Regions from separate parts of the Sus scrofa genome. Here region 1 is linked to region 2. A link is a contact called in public HiChIP or PLAC-seq data. All regions are on one chromosome and are shown on one strand. Each heading gives the region's core, a stretch centred on a gene start, on an enhancer-like site or on the middle of the called end of the contact. The rest is flanking DNA. Distances are from core to core; before and after follow the strand shown.

Region 1 (4,152 bases), core at 1,046-3,545, 87 kb after region 2:
AGGGATTAAACTCTAGTGGCAAAATTTCAGGTGAATTGGAGGAAGGATTGTTGATTATAGGTACTTTTCTAGCCTAAATGGTAACTGGTCAGATAGGTCCCCAGTAGGAGTCTAAGTTTAAAAAATAAATAAATAAATAAATAAAGGCTAGAGCCAGGACAGATTCTAGCCCAGGGACTGGTGTGGTCCTATTTATTTAGGTTTGAGAGTGTGGCAGGGAAGTGGGTTAGGTTTACTTGAATCTACGATGCCACATTTAAAGAGGTCTTGAATCAACCGGAGACCAAATGCACCTTTAGAATCCCAGTATCCAACTGGTCAGGCTGGTGCGGAAGACTCTCCATCCTGGGATGCTTTAACAGGGTGACATTTTCAATTGAGAGCTACACCACGAGTTTGCTCAGACTCAAACCAGCTTTTGAAAGTGGAGTAAGAAATCTTTTTGCGATGGTTAAGAATAGGTTATACAATATGCTAATTTTTATATAATGGCCAAGATTCATATTCACATAAATAACTAGCTTGGCATTACTAGTATACCTGGCTGGTGTTTCTTTTCCTAACTTTCAGTTTAATGCTTTTACTTCCGATGCAGCACTGAATAAGCCTGAACATTTTGGTACCATCTGTGAACCTTCAACTTCTTCTGTAGGCTAAAGAACGGTGTTAATTCTAGCAGTTCTGAAGTGGCTGAAAGTTTCCACCTCGAGCAGAATATCTTAAATATCTGCAGTTATTTCAAATGTTTGTCACCAGTGTACGACTCACTTTGGTAAATAATTCTTTGATGTACTTTATCAACTCCTTCATTTGGTTGCAAGCCAAAAATCATCTGTAGGGCATACAGCTCTTTACTCAAAGTTGGTAATAAATAATTATCTCTGGAACACAGACGGAAGAACTGAAGCAATGACTTCAGGGGCACAGAGAGTAATTACCAGCATTGTACATGGTTAAGCATGGCAGAGCCTGGGGGCGGGGAATGGTTTGTTTCGTATCTATTGCGTTCTTTCTCCGGGTAAAACAAGGCCGGCTTGTCTGTTAACATGTTTAAAGCAGGAACTGCAAAAACTGTGCAATGTTGTGGTTGAGGCGTTTTATGCCATATGTGTTGACAGAATGCCTAAGCAGCTCTCTTCTCCGCAATAAACGCAAACCCTGCCAGGCTGAATCATTAGGGCCAGTGTAATTCAACAACTGCACCATCTAAACCGCTGGGGTTGAAAGCCTACGTTGCGTTCAGAGGGTATCCAATGTTGCCTCTAACAAAGACACTATCTTGAGGCAATTTCGCGGGCCATTTTCCCCCTCTCAGCGCCAGCTTTGTCTCAGCTGGTGAGGCTGAGACTTGGAGGAACCCCAGCTGCGTTTCTGCGAGAGCAAGCTCGGAGCAAAGGCCGGCGTGGGAAGCTCCGCCGTGCTACCGCAGTGGTTTCTTGCAAACTGAGCGTGCCATTAGAGGAAGTTGGAGTGCTGCAGTTGAAAGAGATACCTGCAGGCTTAAAATCGGGGTTGGACTTGAACCCTTCGCACCGATCACTGCTGTACAAAGAAACTCAATTGGCAGGAGTGGAGGAGGCCTAGGGACTCTCTTTCTTTTTTTTTTTTTTTTTTTTTTTTTTTTTTTTTTTTTTTTTTTGTCTTTGTCTTTTTGTTGTTGTTGTTGCTATTTCTTGGGCCGCTCCGCGGCATATGGAGGTTCCAGGCTAGGGTTGAATCGGAGCTGTAGCCACCGGCCTACGCCAGAGCCACAGCAACGCGGGATCCGAGCCGCGTCTGCAACCTACACCACAGCTCACGGCAACGCCGGATCGTTAACCCACTGAGCAAGGCAGGGACCGAACCCGCAACCTCATGGTTCCTAGTCGGATTCGTTAACCACTGCGCCACGACGGAAACTCCAAGGACTCTCTTCTTCCAGGCTGGGCGCAGGGCAGCCGGGATCGACTTCGCCCGCATCCCCACCTTGGGCGGCTGGGGAGCAGCACGCAGGCCTCCCGGGCCTGGGCCAGAGCTGGCCTCACGCCGGACCTAGCTCGCGAACCCCCGGCCGCCGGCCCCGCCTCCCGGGCCCCCAAGACTATCACCCCCCGCTGCCGCCGCCGCCCCCCGCCGCCACCGACGTCGGCCCGCACCGCCCCCGCGCGCGGTGACTGGCTCGCGCCGGCCTCCAGCCCGGCTGTTGGAGGTTGGGGCGAAGCGGGCGGGAGGCCGCCCCGCCCCCGCCGCGGAGCCGCCGCCGCGCGCAGCCTCTTCCCCCCTCGCCGCCGGGGCGGTGGCGCTGTTGCCTCCGCGGCCTGTGAGGCAGTAACTCCCCTCCGCCCCAGCCCCCTTCCTCCTCCTTTCTCTCCGCTCCCTCCCTCCCCTCCCCTCCCCTCCCCTCCCCGCCCCTCGCAGTCTCTCGCTCGAGTGAATGTGGCGCGGCGGCGCGGGACGCAGTCTCGGCCCCTGCCGCGGCCCCGCGAGCTTGTGAGGAGACGAAGCCGCCGCCTGCCCCCACCCCCTGCGCTTCCCGGGGGAGCCACCGCCGCCAGGGAAGAAGAACGAGGAGGGGAGCGAGGGGACGGTGGCGGGAAAACAGGAGGGGGAGGAGAAGAGGGCTCGAGGGCAGGGAAGGAAGGCGGGGAGGGACGTACGGAAGGACGGACAGCCCGACGGCCGGCCGGGGGAGGGGGCCGCCATCGAGCCTGCCCGGCCCCTCGGCTCGGGCTCCGGGCGGCCGCGGCTGCGGCCGCGCGGGCGAAGGGCGCGGCAGGCGCTACCGAGACAATAACCCCGCCGCCCGGCTCCGGGGGTGGCGGCGAGGAGGCGGCGGCGGCCTAGCGCGGCAGAGGCTCTCCCAGCGCCCCGGTGGCATCTTTGCCCCCGCGGGCCAGGTTCGCCTGCCGTCGGATATCGGGGCGCGCGGGTCGCCCGGAGTCCCAGGCTCTCGGCTGACGCCCCCTGCCCTCCCCCGCCCGACGCGCGTGGAGCTGGTTTTCCGGGTTCCCCTGGACCGAGCTGGATCCTGCTGCTCGCCAAGGCAGGAAGTGAGTTTCGCACGGTAATTCCGGGCGGTGTCACGAGTGAAAAGTTTTTTTTTCGACGGAGATCCTAGTTGGGGCTGGGAAACTCCTGCAAAACTCGAGACCAGGAAGCCAGCCCGCTTCCCAACCCCCACCGGAGCCACCTACTCTTCCTACTGCGGGAGGCCACTCCACATCCGCTCTCACCGGAGAGAGAAATTCGGCTGGATCCGAAGTGACTAATGAAGGGGAGGAAATCATGTCAGGCGAAGCCTTGAAAAAGCTGTCCTGAGACACTGCCCGACCGAAAGGTAATTTTCACCCAAAGTGTCTGCGAGTCACAAAGCTCCCCGGCCAGGAAAGAGAGGAAACTTTAGTGTTTTCCACTTTTTCTCAAGTTGCCCTAAATTCTCCCTCTCTCCTGTCGGACGGGGTAGTGATTTAGGTGCAAAGCAGTAGAACTGATTTTATTCTCCTTTCTACCATCTGGACCCTGGTCATTTTAGAAGAGGTTGTAAGAATGCGGTGGGACGAAAAGTTTTAAGCAATTCCGAGGAAAGAATGCCTTTGTTCAGCAGAAGGTCCAGAAATCTTAGTTTCCCGGAACATATACAATGTATGTTTTTGATTTATTAAGTTGCTGAACCTGACAACTTTTGTTTTGGATGAAAGTTAGGTCACTGCGGCGAGCAATCGGCTGCTGTTGAGATGGCTGCCACAGTATTTGTTTATACTGTTACCGATTATTTTGCTTTTGCATTTAAATGTATATGGAGTTATTTAGTTCCAACTCTTATGACTGTGTTTCATTGGGTTTTATAAACAAAAAACTCTTTGCCGTTCTTAGTCGTTTTTTCAGGTGGGTAATATATATGTCTTCAGTAACTTGTTCTTTTCGGACATTTATAACTTTATAATACTTGTTTGGTGTTGTCTACAAGCTACTGTCTACAAGATTTTTCTTGTAACTGACCTAGTAGGGAGAAAAAGTGTTACGGCTAAAGAGTGATGATTAAAAAGCAAACATGAATGCCTGTAAGTGGTTTGATTTGTTAGGACTTCTGTGCAATTCGGAACTGAATGTATAGGAAAGGAAGTAAAACGCTTAAAACAGTGTTCATGGGCATCACAGTGATTGTGATAAATA
Region 2 (4,010 bases), core at 347-2,846:
CCATAACTATAGAAGGGAACAGTTTGAGAGTATAGCACTTTTCCAGCAATCTCTAGAAGCTCTTTCAGGATCACTTTAAGGTTCCCAAATATAGTTTCAAAATCCAGCAGCTAATCGTAGGGTTCAACGAATGAGGGCATTTTAACTAGGGCCATTTCTTTTTATAAGGCAGCTTCATTGTGGGAAAATTTCCTAAGAGGTAATAGACATTGTGGATTCAAAGGCAATTATATTGTTAAGCTAGAATTATGTTCCTCCCCTTCTGCATTTAGAGTAATTGCCAAGCTTTGTTTTTTTCCATCAGTGAAGAAGAAATACAACCAAGTATCACATGCAGAAAGGAGTACTGAGAAAATCAAGATGGTTAAGTGTAACCAGCCACAGGGCCATAAGGAAGCAGCCAAATCTTCCATGCAATAACAGACGCAGAAACATATAAAGAGTCTTGGTTAAACATGACAAAGAGTTACCTGTCAGAATGTGTATCATAAAGCTAAGTATTCCAGGGCTCTTCAAACAGAATCCTAGGCCCAGTTCCTGCTGTAATGTGTTGCTAAGAGAGAATATGAAATTTCCTCTCCTGATAGATTAAATTCAAGTGGATTACAAATGGGATTAAATTCTGCATCAGCTCCCCTGATCTACCATCCCAAAGCGATTTTTCTTACACGTCAACCTTTTCTAACAGTCTTAAATGTTGCCTGATATGAAGGACAAAGGAAGGAAATGGGATTGATTTCTAACCTACTCCTTGAATATTTACAACACCAGACCTTCTAAACCTTGAATCCCAACCAGCTGGAAGCAGTGTTTTGTTTTGTTTTGTTTTGTTTTTCCTTTTGTGTTCCTACAGCCTTTCTTTGTGTTTCTCTTGGAGCCTAATAGTCTGCCTTGTTCATTGTCCATTTCTTTATCTCACCTCCTAGACCATAAGGTCTTTTTAATAGGAACAGTTTTATTCATCCTTGTGTTCGTCCTCTGCATCAAAACTGTTGTATTGCACTATCACTGGGCCTAACTGGCAGTGCTTCCACTCATCTGTCCCCCTAATCCACACTGCTACCCAGGGCACCTTTTTTTCCTCCGAATCTCCTCCCTCCCCATAAATAAAGATTCGTTTGGAGTTCTCTTGTGGCACAGTGGGTTAAAGATCCTGCATTGTCACTGCAGTGGCTCTGATCCCTGGCCCAGGAACTTCTACATGCCACTGGTGTGGCCCAAAAGGAGAAAAAAAAAAAAGATTTGTTCCTCCATCCTCACAAATTGAAACTCCGCTTAAGGTTTCCAGAAAACTGCTTCCAGTCAAGGGAAGGTTCCTATCACTGTTCTTTATTTCCACCTCCCTGACTGCCAACGCCAATCTCGACTCTCTCCCTCCTCCCTGCTTGTTGTCAAAGGTATTCTTTTTCCACCCACAAGCTCTCCACCCTCACTCATAGAAAACAAAGTACATGCTGTTGGGAAGGAGTTTACAAATGAGCTATGCAAGTAAAGATTCCAAAGTCCACTTTTAAATCGGGCTGGTGAGCCTGTTAAGTCCCTGGTGGCTATCACCTGCCACAGGGCGGGTGCCCTCTGCCCTGATGCCTCTTACCCAGTATAGGAGACCTGGCTCCATTCCCCAGTGTCTGTCACAAGGGGGCAGGAAGGAGGAAGGGAGGATTGGAAGGCTGTGGGCGCATGCATGTGCTGCTTCAGATAGCAGGAGACCCGCTCTGTTTCCCATTTATGTGTTCTCATTCCTGGTAGACAGTGGGCATCCCTCATTCAGATCATTATAATTGCTCTTAAAATATTACCTTAGATAAAGGGTATATGTTCTTGCATAAAACGAGTGCTTCGTCTCTCCTATTTAGTATTCTTATGAATTATATATCCCATTTTATATTATCAGTGGAGATCAAGTCTCTTGTCCTTTCTCCAGCTTTATTAGGAGGCGGGACTAATTTTGAGGAAATGCTGAAACAAGAATGCATTTATGGCCCTGACTGTACCCGAGTAACTGAACTTACAGTGTAGGGAGAAGAGAAGTGAAAGGAGGGATGGGCGATTACTAAGGTTTATTACATAACCACCCTATGGCAAGAATGATCCTAAGCAGGATCTAACCTACTAAAATTATCTCCTCTCATTCCTCATAAACTGAGGGAGGTAGGCATATTCCCATTTTACAGGTAAGGAAACCAAAGCCCAAGGCCACATAACTGAGGATGAAGCCAAGATTCATGAAGTCTGACTCCAAACTCCTGATCTTGCTTTAGAAAAAAATCCCTGTTAGAAAGGACTTGCACAGTTGCCAAAAGATACATGTTAATCTTCCAGGAATAAAAACCACAGAGGTGACCGATGCTGATTTTCCTTCCCTAAATAGCTGATAGAAGCTCTCACTCTATGCAGATCCTCTTGAAGGATTTTTTTAGCATGAAAATTTTAGTGGTTGTCTTAGAGCTTCTCTTTCTGTTTTGCTCACATTTAAGGTTCCTTTATTATATAAACAAAGTAAAACAGCTCACGGCAAAGACTCCTTCCACCAGTGGCCTGTGTCTCCTAGACCACGTTCTCTCACTCAGAGAACCCTGTACCATCCTAAAATAAAAAGTCACTGAGCTTTTTCCCTTTTTTTTTTTTTTTTAAGAAAAGCAAGATCCTATTACCAAAATGACTCTTAAACTCTTCTCCAAAACTTCATTGCAAAGGAAATGAAACTATTAAAAGACCATTGCTCTGTAATTCAGGAAATTGAATCAGCTTGTTTGGAGCTATAAGCAAGGAAGGACTTGAGCTGCCCTGAGCCACATATTATGAGACTCAACGGGGCTCTGCTTTCCAGTGACTTTTTCATCAGAGAAGGCAGGAGCTGGCTCTTCACAACACCAGCTCCTCCTGTGTTTGCTCTGCGTTTCTACCTATAATTACAGTTCTCTGTACAAAACAAAGATACTCTGGCAGATGTCAGCATTGTGTTGATTTTTTTTTTTACTTTATTTAAATTTTCATTACTGTGCCTATAATATTTGTGCAACAAAGTATGTCTTTTTAATGACTAAAAGATTCTTGGATCTTGAGCATTAAGAATTTGTGCAGGTAAATATTAATAATTGAGGTTGCATGATAGGTGCCAGAGGGTTCCCTATACTGTTGTCTCTGCTATTAGTACATATATTCAAAATGTTTTCATAATAGATGGCTTACAATGTTTTCATCATTCAGATCAATTCACTTTTTTTTTTTTTTTGCTTTTTAGGGCCACACCCATAGCATATGGAGGTTCCCAGGCTAGGGGTCGAATCAGAGCTGCAGCTGCTGGCTTGTGCCACAGCCACAGCAACACTGGATCTGAGCCACGTCTGCGACTTACATCACAGCTCACGGCAACACTAGATCTTTAACCCACTGAACCAAGCCAGGGATCCAACCCGCAGGGATGATAGTCAGGTTCATTAACTGCTGACCTATAAAGGGAACGCCCAATTCACATTTTCTAAGTTCTTTCTAGACTGCTTCACCCGAAGGAACAGCCCTTTCTTGCCCCACTCACCAGTTTAACACTGGTTGAATTTAGACACATTGGGCCGTGAAATAGATGGAAGGGGGTGAAGGTAAGCCGTCTTGGGCTCAAGAGTTCTGATCTTGAACTCTTGAACTTCTTAGAATCAGAGAGTCTATGATGAGAATAGCTATCACCTATATTTTAGGTTCTAGATCACTATTTTGAGAGTATAGAATTGCTGCATACCAAGCAAGAAATGACACGTCATTTTTTTCTTTCCCAAAGAAAATTAAATCTAGCTCAAAGCTCTCATTACCAGGGTTTTCAGGAGGTCCAGTATCAGTGATTACAGGCCCACCCTCTTTAAGGAACCTTACTCAAAACTTATAAATAAGGCAGCAAGATTGCTACTCGCCTCTTCGGGGTCATACTAAAACATTGTCTAACAGGCCCTTCTGAGAGTCATCTTATGCTCTAAGCCCCAGACCTTACCACTGTCGTAGCCACATGTAGCCACCGA

The links. HiChIP or PLAC-seq counts read pairs in DNA pulled down with a chosen protein or histone mark.
Region 1: a contact with region 2 is called in an H3K27ac HiChIP or PLAC-seq map of alveolar macrophages. The contact joins the promoter of ERBIN here to the enhancer-like site in region 2. A contact is called at or near these places in 1 of 5 promoter capture datasets (liver), 5 of 47 Hi-C or Micro-C datasets (embryonic fibroblasts, fetal skeletal muscle, heart right ventricle and 2 more) and 2 of 2 datasets of contacts at active chromatin or transcription factors (alveolar macrophages and skeletal muscle).

What each region holds. Positions count from the first base shown.
Region 1 is chr16:44,412,811-44,416,962 of Sscrofa11.1, forward strand. It overlaps ERBIN (erbin), which reads left to right and starts at 2,296. Exons shown (of 24, transcript XM_021076809.1): 1 at 2,296-3,316.
Region 2 is chr16:44,326,470-44,330,479 of Sscrofa11.1, forward strand. All of the region lies in intron 12 of NLN (neurolysin), which reads left to right. Among named protein-coding and RNA genes, the nearest start is that of ERBIN, 87 kb to the right of the region's middle. Within about 2 kb of position 1,597, at least 16 of the 83 cell types and tissues checked have an H3K27ac peak or open chromatin away from gene starts, as enhancers often do. A contact at or near this core is called in alveolar macrophages and liver, where this site is marked.